2 separate regions of the Sus scrofa genome follow, and region 1 is linked to region 2. The links are chromatin contacts, called in public Hi-C maps. All regions are on one chromosome and are shown on one strand. The core of a region is the stretch at or near the end of the contact, and the rest is flanking DNA. Distances in the headings are between cores, read along the strand shown. Region 1 overlaps PPP1R9A (neurabin-1). Region 2 holds the start of PPP1R9A (neurabin-1).

What was found. Hi-C and Micro-C count contacts between places; a contact is called where the count stands out from the background.
Region 1: a contact with region 2 is called in a Hi-C map of heart right ventricle, with 2.3 times the contacts expected there. The contact joins the enhancer-like site here to the promoter of PPP1R9A in region 2. A contact is called at or near these places in 3 of 47 Hi-C or Micro-C datasets (brain, embryonic fibroblasts and heart right ventricle) and 1 of 2 datasets of contacts at active chromatin or transcription factors (skeletal muscle).

The regions. Positions count from the first base shown.
Region 1 is chr9:74,797,273-74,804,134 of Sscrofa11.1, reverse strand. It overlaps PPP1R9A (neurabin-1), which reads right to left. Exons shown (of 19, transcript XM_021063384.1): 3 at 1-57. Among named protein-coding and RNA genes, the nearest start is that of PPP1R9A, 170 kb to the right of the region's middle. Within about 2 kb of position 5,319, at least 7 of the 83 cell types and tissues checked have an H3K27ac peak or open chromatin away from gene starts, as enhancers often do.
Region 2 is chr9:74,631,476-74,637,653 of Sscrofa11.1, reverse strand. It overlaps PPP1R9A (neurabin-1), which reads right to left and starts at 2,369. Exons shown (of 19, transcript XM_021063384.1): 1 at 2,201-2,369.

The DNA.
Region 1 (6,862 bases), core at 4,070-6,569, 160 kb before region 2:
GGGGTCAACTTCATCATTTCTCCTGTCATAGTCTTCATTGGAGTATGTACTGAAGACCTGTAATAAGACGTCAACAAAAAAGATGATAACCCAGAAAAAAAAAACAAAAAACAGCTTTCTTAAATTAAAAACAAATCTGCTAAGTATCCAAAACTCCATAAGTAAAAACTTTTATATGAAGAATTTCTTCTAAACAACTGTTTTATCATAAAATCAATTGAGATGTTAAGAAGAGAAAAACTGAATCAGATTATAATTATAATTTTTAAAATGTACCACTTTTAGGGAGTTCCCATTGTAGCTCAGCAGAAAGGAATCCAACTAGTATCAATGAGGATGCAGGTTCGATCCCTGGCCCTGCTCAGTGGGTTAAGGATTCAGCGTTGCCATGAGCTGTGATGTATGTTGAAGACGCAACTTGGATCTCATGTTGCTGTGCTGTGGTGTAGGCCAGCGGCTGTAGCTCCAATTCAATCCCTAGCCTGGGAACTTCCAAATGCTACAAGTATGGCCCTAAAATAAAAAATGTACCACTTGTGATAATTTGGGAGACAAGAGTAGCCACAGAATACATTATATGGATAGCAATATTTATCACTTTTTACAGAATCAGAGTATACCATACTCGCTAGAATAAAACTAATGTAAAGCATCTTGAAGCTACTGAAGCAAAGACCAACACTGAACCTATTTCATGCTATGACCCATCCAACCCCTGATTTGTGTGTTGGCAATCTAGAAATATATTTCAAACACAGAAGCACTGAAACTGACTTCTATTCTATACTGTACTAGGCTGGGTTAAGCTCTCATTTGTCGTCTCTCATTTTATTTGCATGTAGATATAAATTAAATTCTCATTGAACCTTTTTTATGGAACAACCATCAAAATATTGCTTAAGAGCTGCAGAGAGAATATTGCTCCTCCCTTATGAACTAAATCACTCAAAAACTACTAAATGTGGTCTTCAGATGTAGCCATAAGAAACATATTGTCCTTATATCTGTTGAAATATTTTTTATGTGAAAAGTAACTGGGAATAGGTATACAATTCTTCACTTAAAACACTGAAGAATATTTAAAAGAAATGTATAATTCATCAAGTCCAATTAATCTGCATAGTAAAAATTGACATTTTTGATCAAATTCAAAACAATTATGAAGTATCTAGACTGTGCCACTATTATGATGTATTTAGATTGTGCCTGATAAAACTTTGTCCTGTCCTCCAAAATTAAAATCTAAGATCTGTTACTTTTTAAAAATATATATAATTAAGCAATAATAAAAACAGAAAGCAAGACAGAAAGCCAGAGATGAAAGAAAGCAAGTCTTTTGCCTACAAAGCTGGCCCTACTAGTCCAGATGTGCTTTACATTCATATTATTGGAAAACTTGCAACACTTACATGCTATATATGGTAACTTATAAAACAGAAATACATATTGCCTATATAGAAACAGATGTAGTATGGTTCCTTATTCTACATATGTCTCAAAACCATGTAATTTGTAGGTTCTGTACCAGAATGAACAGCTCTTTTTACTCCAACTTTCAACATGTTTTCATAGCATTGTGCCATTCACTTGGTCTCTACCGCATTTCTCCACCACAGCACATTTTATTTCTGCATCAAAATGTGCATTTCTAAACTATAGGGTTTCTACCTTTTTAATTAATCTTTTCACAAAATATGTTTCCTATACCCCTACCATTGAACCCTCTAATTTTTTCTTAAATCATCAGGTTTATACTTTCTCTTAAATAGCCTTTGTATATTTTACCTCCCTTATATGTTCTGGTAATCACTCACATTTATTCATTCATCAAAATCTTACAGAGTACCAATCCTATGCCAGACATTGTACTAGACATTGAAGAAGGCACAGTTTCAAGTAGCTCACAGCTTAATAAGGACACAGAAATCAAAATAAACTACAATACAATGTGATAACTGATGTAACAAAGGAATATACCAAGTAATTTTTTTTATTGTCCTGAGAAAGTGAGGAATTTCATGGAGCAAAAAATATTTGAGTTGAATCTTAAAGAATAAACAAAGATTTGTATATTCAAACGTAGAAGAGGTAGAATGTATGATTCAAACATAAAACATTAGACAAAATATCTGTATCTTTATTTTTCAGAAAACATAAACAATTGAGTAGACAATAATGCAGCATGCCTAGGGAGCAAACTTTAACAACACACAAAGAAAAGTTAGTTGGGGAGTTCCCGTCGTGGCGCAGTGGTTAATGAATCCGACTAGGAACCATGAGGTCACGGGTTCGATCCCTGACCTTGCTCAGTGGGTTAAGGATCCGGCGTTGCCGTGAGCTGTGGTGTAGGTTGCAGACGTGGCTCGGATCCCGCATTGCTGTGGCTCTGGCGTAGGCCGGGGGCTGCGGCTCCGATTCGACCCCTAGCCTGGGAAACTCCATATGCCGCGGGAGCGGCCCAAAGAAATAGCAAAAAAGACCAAAAAAAAAAAAGAAAAAAGTTAGTTGGATCTGGAATGTACTGGAAACTACTGGCAAAGATAATTGGAAATTACTCCATTAATGATTGCCACTTGTCTGCTTCTGCTACTAGGTTCAAGTATATGATTGCAAAATAAGGATTTAAAAGATATTCATACTGGAACATAACTCAATTTTGCTACCAAACCATACATGAATTTAAAAATATGTGTGTATACACATACGTGTGTGTGTGTGCTCAAGTGCTATCAAAATGTTCTTTACCAGTCATGCTGGTTTATAAAGTTATTTGAGGATATCCTGAGATTAAATAAAGCAAGCAGAAAACTATATTACTATATATTGGAAAATAGTACTTCAAATAGTTTATTCATTTTCTTTATGATATCTAGGATCTGTGGCTTTTTAGGAAGGTGCTCCCTAGCCTAAACATTGTTCCACATTTTCTTTTAGCACTTTAGGAATTTATAATTTTTTGTTTTTAACCAATCTAAATTTTACTTTTCTTAATCATATTAAATAGGAGGAGTTCCTGTTGTGGTGCAGCAGAAACGAATCCGACTAGGAACCATGAGGTTGCGGGTTCGATCCCTGGCCTTGCTCAGTGGGTTAAGGATCTGGTGTTGCCTTGAGCTGTGGTGTAGGTTGTAGACTTGGCTCAGATCTGGCATTGCTGTGGCTGTGGTGTAGTCTGGCAGCTGTAGCTCCAATTAGACCTCTAGCCTGGGAACCTCCATATGCCATAGGTGCGGCCCTTGAAAAAAAAAAAAAAAAGGAATAGGAATATTTTTCGGATGGATATCTCATTCTTTCCCTACTATTTATTGAATAGACCACATAGACTAATTTGAATAGAAGGGTAGAGGAGTGAAACTATGATCAAGCTGAAGAGAAAAAAATATATTATTTCTTTTCTACAGGATGAAATGGTGATATGTTCATCTGATTACTAGATACCTCCTCACAGAGACAACAGCGGGTCCTTAACCTGCTATCGCAGTTCCCGAACTATTTGCAAAATGTCCAATGACAGAGAAAATGTCTTACTAAATTATGATATATACAAATATGTAATTTCATACAGTGATTAAAAAGCTCTATCTCTGTGGACTTGAAAGGCTGTGAAACACATATTTCTAAACATTGCAGATATATCTATATCTATACCCATATGTATATCTATACTTATCTATCTCTATATATACATACATAGGTATAAATATATTCTCAATTGCTATGATCCCAGTTTTAATCTAAACTAAAGACCTTCTAAATTCTCCAGCTATGTAGCCCTTGCCAAACTGTAAAACCACTCTCTGCTTCAGATTCATTATTTACAAAATGGCTTATAAGAATAATAATAATATCTACTGCTTAAAGTTACTGTGAGAATGAAAGGAGATAATCCACATAATCACACACAGTTCAATGTCAGGGCAGGGAAAGCTTTCCCAGGGTAATATGAGAGATAATAATATTCCCCAGATAACGACATATCTCATATTCTCATTTACAAATAAGTTTTGAATATTTCATCCACTACAATGCTTAATGCCCTTGGGAAAAAGGAACTACAAGACTAGTTGGTATCATAATGTAGACTGGCCTGCCAAAATCCCTACTTGTGTCCAGATCAATGCACCATAATCACACAGTGGCTAATCATCTGCCAAGCTTTGTTTTGCTTTGACCAGGAAAAACCTCAGAGATGAAAGAAAAATTGACCTAGGTAAAGACTTCCCCTTTCATTAAGATGGTCATGATTCTTTTAATATTCTTACAATTGTTCTACCATTTTATATATATTACTCACCATAACTTCTATATAAATATATATAAATAGTTAATTATTCAAATAATAATAAGAGGCCCATCAAGATTACACTGCAATGCAAAAAAACGCAAAAAACTATAAAGGCCAACAGCATTCTGGGTCCTGATATTCAATACAACTCAAAATATATACATATATAAATATATATTTAGTTCAATCACTTTCACATTGTTCCTGTGTTATTTCACTGAGAAAAGCAAACAAAAGGATGTTTAAATTTAAGACTTCTTGTTTCAGGGCCAACAAGCTATATTCTATTCCTCGATCAAAGGAAACAAAACAAGACCTCACCCTTTGCTTTGCAGCAGAAGCAGGCTTTTAGGGGTATCAAGTTTACAAATACTGTTAGCAAGGACATTTCTGACCCAGCAACCCAAGGCTACGAAAAATAAATAATGTTAAAATTAGCTTATTAGATTTCAACGCAGATGATTTCTTTTTCACATTTCTGGTAGTCTGAGCTCCAACACTTTTCCAAAACAACAGCAACATTTTTTCAACAACAAGAGAGAAAAAAATGTATTTCCTTTACTTCCTCATGACACATTTTCTTTAATCAATGAAGGTCAAAATGAATTCAGGATTTTCTGTAAATATTGCCTAGAAGGAATCTCCCACAAGGCTTTCACAAGGTCTCCATTCTGCCTGTCATCTGGGTTCTGCTTCATCTCCTGACACATCAAAGATGGAAAATATTCCAGGTTCTAGCAAGCTGTGTTTCAGATGATGGCTTGGCACAGCACGCTCCTGGAGATGAGCCAAGCATTCACATGCTTCCTCAAACAGGCCCCACTATCACAAGCTTCCTTGGCAGAACTCTAACTCACCTTCACATGGTTTCAGTGGCTCTGCTAAAGAAACTCTAAATTAAAACTAAAAGAGAGCATGGAAACAACAGTCTATATCTTAAAGTTTTAAAAACAAATTTGGCAATAAATCATCCTCAGAAAGGAGGATCCTGACAGCTTCAGAACAATGTAAAAAGCTTCAGTTTCCTCTTCTTCCCTCACTGATTTACGATAGCAAGAATAATACTTTCTTGTTTCCTTAACATATGCCAGGGAATATGTTAGGTTCTTGTTGCAAATGGACATAAGCCAAACTGGAGTTCACAATTATCAGGCATTTGGGGATAAGTCATAGTAGTCTCCAAGGATTCTCAATAGGTAAAAGCTTTCTCCTGCATGGAAAAACATTGATGAGCAGGAAGGTGAAAAAACAGACCCACAATTCTACCTGGCAAGTTCAGTGAAATCTCAGATCTCTGTCCTTTAGTTCCTGCATAGAGGAACTAAAGTAACCTGCATAGAGATATACTTAGAGTAACTGTGACACTATTCTACAGCAGGATATGTGTGATCTTCTAACTAGATCCCTCAACGGAATCCTACATTTCAGAAAACAGGACCAAATGGGTACTAGAGTTAAGATGCTACTCCAAAAGCTTAGCTTGCTTGATGTGAAGTCCATTACACAAAATATTTCTAAATAAATCCATATATTTTCAACATGACTCATTTTATCAATATTTTTAACATCTCTAACATTAGTAAGTCTTCCTATGTAGATTTAAAGTATGCATATCTGAGTGTAGAAATCTATTTTAGGGTCTTCAAATATTAATCCTAGTGTGAAGATTCATGATTGTTGTACCTGGAATGCTAACTAAACGCTCCTAAAACAATGTTATATCCATAAATACTGTGATGTGTATGCTAAAAATAATTGGAAATAAATTGCAGACAAATATAAAACTTCACACACGTAATCTTTAACTCTTGTACCAACTGGTCCAGCAAGGGAGAAAAAGAGTAGAGTACCCGCTTTTCATATTTTTACATGAGAAATTTGAAGCTCAGAGGACAATATACATGGTATATATAGGGATACCTAAAAAGACAAAGTCTATAAGGAAAACTGTAATTGTAAGCCTAATGTTTTCATAGATAAGTAAAGAACAGAAAGTGAAGAAACAAATATATTCTACACAATGGGAGTTAGAAAGCAGGCTAGTCAAAGGGCAACACAAGAGGCCTGAATTTGTCAGGGTTCTCCACAGAAACAGAACCAACAGGATGTGTATGTATATAAAATATTTAGCATATACTATATTTATATTTATACTAAACTAGATTCATTTTAAGGAATTGGCTCATGAGATCAGAGAGATGACAAGTCCAAAATCGCAGAGTAGCAGGCTGGAGACCCACAGAAAAGTTGCTGCTGCAATTCAAGCCCAAAAGATTTTCTCTGCTACAGGGGAAGCTGGTCTTTTCTGTTAAGCCTTCAACTGGTCGCATGGGTCCCACCCTCATTGCAGAGGGCAATTTAATTTACTTAAAGTCTACCAATTTAAATGTTAATCTCACTCAAAAACACCATCAGAGAAACATCTAAAATAATGTGTGACCAAATATCTGGCCACCTCGGGCCAGCCAAGTTGACATAAAGTTAACCATCATAAAGCCCTTAAAAGAGAATAACATTCTCTGACTCCAAAAACTAGTCTTCTGGCATCTGATGAAGATAATCATATCTAGATGGTGT
Region 2 (6,178 bases), core at 1,120-3,619:
ATGAATTTCTGAATTCATTTACTTAATTTATGTTTAGTCAACTAATATACACTTTTAAGTGGCTTAACTCCATGTCGAAGAGAAGAAATTACTTATTTAAATGAGAATTTGAAAGCCAAGAATTCAAAAGTTCTAACTCATTGGTCTTTAGTAACAAAATTGTTTCAAGCATAACTTGAGGCCCCTACCAAAATCACACACATACACACATACCAGTGACACATAAGTACACTTGACAGCAATATTTTAGCCCAAGTTTTGGTTAGTTTTGAGAATGACCTTCAAAGAAACCAGCAGTTCCTGGCTCTTTAAATCATCAAACCGACTCAGAAAAATGAAATCCATTTGACATTCTCCACATCAGGAAGAACTTATTCTTCCTGTACAAGTACAATTGAAAGTTTGGAATCTATGTTTACACACTCCGAAACACACCTACAGAGACTTTATTTCACTCTTTCTAGTCCAATATTCTCATCTACAGCATCCTCAAAGCAACACTTTCAGATAAAAACAAACAGAAGAAAGTTCTTACATGACAGTAAGTTTCACTCCAAGTTCAGAACCAAAGCAAATATTTGGAAGTTTCATAAAAGTGAACATTATTAATTACAGCGTGGGATATAGAATATCATGGGAATAAATGCACGAGAATGTGACGATCAGAAAATAAACAGACCATGAAACCTCTTTTCATAGCCCTGATTTTTTTTTTTTTTTTATTATTATACTTGCCTCTAACTTACTACAAGCTCAAAACACAACGCCATGCATACTTGCTGGTCTCCTCTAGCCCACAGCTGGATTTTACATCAACATGCCAGCAATCAAATACTTCAAGATCCGCTGAGGTGCAGACAACACAGTTCTAAAGATTTTTTCATTTATTCATTTTGTTTTTGTTTTGCTTTATTTTTTAATATTAGGCCGAGCCCTATCACTCTCACGCACCAGCAGATGAGGGAGCGCACAGTTTCACAGTCTCCAAACTCGGCTCCTGGCCCAGCAAGCATGCATGGCCCATGCAGACAAACAAGAAAGGCTTCAGAGTGTGGTGCCTGGGGTTTTTGTTGTTGTTGTTGTTGTTATTATTATTTTTGGTCAAGCATCGACAATCTCCCTCTACCCTGACATTTGTTTTGGCCTTACACACCATCCCCTCCCCCCCTACACACACCCTACTCCCTCCCCCGCCAATTTGAACCCGAGGGGGCGGGGGCGGGGGCGATGGGGCCGCCGAGGGATTCAAAACCTGCCCTCACGAAAGACAAACATAAATAACACCAACTTGAGAGGCAGCGGATTCCCAAGCCTGGTTCGGGACGCAATCCCTCGGCCCCGGGCAGGGGCAGGGCCGGGAGAGCAGGTGACGCCAAGCGCTATGGTAGGAGGTCGCAGTCTAGCTTTGTGCCAGGAAGCACCTGAAGTCCTAACACACTGGCTGCGGCTCCCAGCGGCTGCCAGGCGGATCCCAGTGTGGCACGGGGAGAGCCGAGCTCCCTGGCCACATTTAAAAAAGGAGAAGAAAAAAATGACAGGGTAGTGCTAATAAATCCCTTTGTTTTTCCTCACAGAGTGCCAGGAAACAATAGATCCCACAGATCATGCCTCCGATCCTCAGCCTACCGCTCCCCCACCGCTACCCACCCCCACCCTCAGCCTGCAACTCAGCCTTTGTACATCGCGATTCTCTCCCTCCTCATCTCCACCCTCCCCAACTCCTCGCCCCGCGCTCAGCCTCCCCCTTACCCGAGCGGGAGCCGCCGCCGGCGGGGAGGGTCGGGCGGCCGAGGCTCCCACCCCCTCCTCTGAGGCGCCCCCCCGCCCCACCGCGGTCGCCGCTCAGCTCGGCGCCGGCCCGCTCGCTGCCCCTCCGCCCGCTCCTCACGGCGCAGCGCGGCGGGCGGCTGCGGCGGCCGCTTCCACTTATGCTGCGGCCCCTACGCGCGCCGGGCCGGCGGCGGGAGGCCCCGGGAGGCGTGCTGCGCTCCCCAACGCCATGGCGGGCGGGCGGCGGCCCGGGCCCCAACGCGCTCGCCCGCTCCGGCCGGCCTGAGGCTGGGAGCCCGGCCCGGGCAGGGGCTTCGCCCACGTGCGGCCGCCCGCGCCTGGCCGTTGGGTTGGCGGGGGAGCCGGGGTGTGATGGCGGGAGAGGCCCGGGGTGGGGGGTGAGGAAGGCCCGGGGTAACAGGTGCCTCACCTCGGCTGATGGGATTAACTCTAGGGCCGCAGAGAGAGGGAGCCCGGCAGCAAAATCCCAGGAGAGGGAGAGAGAGGGAGCCTCTGGCGGCCAACGGAGGGCGAAAAGCACCGGCCCGAGGCGAGGCCGCCCCACCCCCTCGGCCGTGGGCGAGGGGCCCCTCAGGCCTGGGGCAAGCCCTGCCCTTCAGCCCTGGTCTAGGTTCCGCGAGAATTGGGTTTAGGGGCTACAGCTGCCGGGGCCACGCGAACTGTGCTGTTAACTCGCAGACCCCAGAGTATCTGGAACCCTGGGATGTGCTCCTGGCCTGGAAGGCCAACACCTAGGCCCAGGTCCATTGTGGCCTTCACCTAGGACAATGCTCCCCATAATACCCATCTTGACCTTAAGGCTCCACCGCTAAAGGAAAATATGCGGAAATCTGACTTTTTTGTCAGGAATTTTTCAGATGCTTTCGCCCAACCCCACCCTTTTATAAATACTCAGGACCCCCACCTTTCCCCATCAAAAATACCAGAAGTGTTACAATGCAAAATATCAAAGTGATCATAACTGTCAATATAGACCTTTAAACCAATCCTCCAAAAAGCTCTATGGAGTAGAAACTCTCAGGATAATTTTTCAAGATGGTAAAAATATTTTCGAATAGAAACATAAAATGAAAAATGTGTCCAAAATGTTATTTGACTCATCAATTAGGGAGGGAACACCAAGAGAATGTGAAGAACAAATCTTTATGGAAAATCAGAAAAGAGACAAAACCAGTTAATAAGACAATAAATGTAATATTTTGAACTAGTTCCTAATCAACTGGATCTCTAAGGAACAAAACCATTTTTCATATCTACAGATAAGAACCATTTACATTATCATTAAGTTCCTACGGCTTAAAGAGTAAAAAGCCTGGTCAAAGGCAGGCAAATGTGCAAACTATTGTAGAACCACACAACTCCAGCGTGCTGTGGATAACATCTAGCATTCCATTGAAAGGACACCCAATAATCTTTTGCCCGTTTCAAAGTCTTACATTAATTTCCCCAACAGAATTATTATTATCTATATTTTACAGGTGGGAAAACTGAGCTTTAGGTTCTATAATTTACCTACAGCTACATCGCTAGTGAATGATTACTGCTGCGTATGAACTCCAGCAAGTCTATACACGCAATCTACACTCTGGAAGCAACATCTTTTCTCGCTTAATTTCAAAAGGGCTTTGTAGCTACTCAATTCTATGTATCTCTTATTTTGAACAGTGGAATTTTTTCTTTTCTTCAAGCCTCACCAAATTCTGGGTGCTTTCCCAAAAAATTGGCATTCTGTGTCTATGATGTGGATGTCACTTCTATAAGCATAAACAGATGTAACAGGCAATGTGAGGGGGCTGTGGTTCCAGTCTCCACTTTTGGAAAGAACATTTGTGCTGTCTGGGGTAATTTAGTGGAAAAGTTCCTGTCATTTATTTGCAGTGTGGAAACCATGTTTTTTAAGAGAATAACCTAAATAAATCCAAGAACCTAATCACTGAGTTCTATCTGTAGAAGAGGGGGCAGAGTTGGCAACAAAACCAGTCTTACACCTCTTTACAAAAAGATGATTCATACAGAAAAGCAGACTAAAGAATTTGGTTGGTTTGGGTTTCTTCCTTTCTTTTCTTTCTTTCTTTCTTTTCTTTCTTTTTTTTTTTTTTTAATGTGAATCTTCTGGAAAAATTCCTACTGAAAGTATGAAAGACAGAGTTTTTAAAACATAATTTCTGATAATTTTGGATTCCTGGATTGCCTATAATCTACCGTCCATTTCTAACACTTCTCTGAATGTTTGAAGAGACTATTAGACCAGTACTAACTAATCCAATATATATGGTTATTTAAATTAATTTAAATCAAATACAATTTAAAATTAAGTTCCTCAGGATGTCCCATTGTGGCTCTGTGATTACAAACCCAACTAGTATCCATGAGGATGCAGTTTCAGTCCTTGACCTTGTTCAGAGGGTTAAGGATCCAGTGTTGCCATGAGCTGTGGTGTAGGTTACTTAGGAACCAGGTAGAGTTCCCATTGTGGCTCATTGGAGACAAACCTGACAATTTTCCATGAGGATGCGGGTTTGTTCCCTGGCCTCACTCGGTGGATTAAAGATCCCTGAGCTGTGGTGTAGGTCGCAGATGCAACTCGGATGGTATATTTCTGAGGCTGTGTCATAGGCCAGCAGCTGCAGCTCTGATTCCACCCCTAGCCTGGGAACTTCCATATGCCACAGGTGTGACCCTAAATAAATAATAAAATTAAATTCCTTAGTCCCCCTAGCCACATGTGAAAGGCTTAGTAGCTACATGTGCCTAGTGGCTACCATATTGAACAGTATAGATACAGAACATTTTCATCACAGAAATTTCTATTGAACAGTCCTGTCCTAGACAACAGTTGCACTTCTATAAATTAAGAAAGGTATTTGGGAGTTCCCGTCGTGGCACAGTGGTTAACAAATCCGACTGGGAACCATGAGGTTGCGGGTTCGGTCCCTGCCCTTGCTCAGTGGGTTAATGATCCGGCGTTGCCGTGAGCTGTGGTGTAGGTTGCAGACGCGGCTCGGATCCTGCGTTGCTGTGACTCTGGCGTAGGCCTGTGGCTACAGCTCCGATTCAACCCCTAGCCTGGGAACCTCCATATGCCGTGGGAGCGGCCCAAGAAATAGCAACAACAACAACAACAAAAAAAAAGACAAAAGACAAAAGACAAAAAAAAAAAAAAAAAAAAAAAAAAAAAGAAAGGTATTTGGACTTTAGAAGGGTCAAAACTTAGCTCAATAGATCATTAATATTTGGGGGAGATGTCATAAATTTTGCACGTTCTTATTGGAAAGGCGCTATGGTAGTATTAGGTGAAGTTCAGTACTGACATACAAGGCATCCCCAAATTTGGGGAAGAGGAGGGTTTTGATTTTCATCTATGGGTCTTTTATAAATCATGTAGACTACTGGTGTGCTGTTATTCTTATTTCCTTTGTAACCAATATTATCATGATTACTAAAAACGGACCATAAAATTAGTCAATAAAAATGCACAAAATGTATTCTATATTATTCTAGGGGTTTTCTCACTGTATTTTTTAGGTTTCCATTATGGATATTGTGAGTATATATTCAAGTAATTAAATTATTCATAAGTGAGAGTGGAATATTGGGTGTAGTTATGAAAGTAACCTGAATCCAATTTTAAGACTAGGGAAAATTAAGTAAGCTGAGACTGAACACAGACTATTACTCCTTGATTTATAGCAGAAAGACACCTGGCTATGTGTTAACAGAAGTTCACAAAGGGAGAGAAAAGAATAGAACAAACTTGGAGGTCTCTAGAATAACTTCTTTATGGAGTAGGCAAATTAATGAAAGTGATTCTTATAGGCAGTTTTACATGTAACTTTAGCAAAAAGGACTCCTACTACTGTTTCTTCTCCAGGATTAATAAGAAAAGTGTATTGACAGTAATGAGGCACTTGTTTACCAAAAGTTTAGTAATAACTGCTTTATTTTGCATTTGTAAGTATCAGCGTGCTTTGTCACCTTCAGACAGGGATGTTGATATTTAGGCATCTTAAAGGTCCATCTTTTATTTATTTATTTATTTGTTTGTTTGTTTGTTTAGTCTTTTTGCCTTTTTCTAGAGCCACACCCATGGTACATGGAGGTTCCCAGGCTAGGGGTCCAATCAGAGGCATAGCTGCCGGCCACAGCCACAGCCACAGCCGCGGCCACAGCAACACAGGATCCGAGCCATGTCTTCAACCCACACCACAGCTCACGGCAACGCTGGATCCTTAACCCACTGAGCAAGGCCAGGGATCGAACCCACAACCGCATGGTTCCTAGTCAGATTCATTAACCACTGAGCCACGACGGGAACTCCAAAGGTCCATCTTTTAAAATAACCATTCTGGAGTTCCCTCCTTGGTTCAGCAGCTAACGAACCTGACTA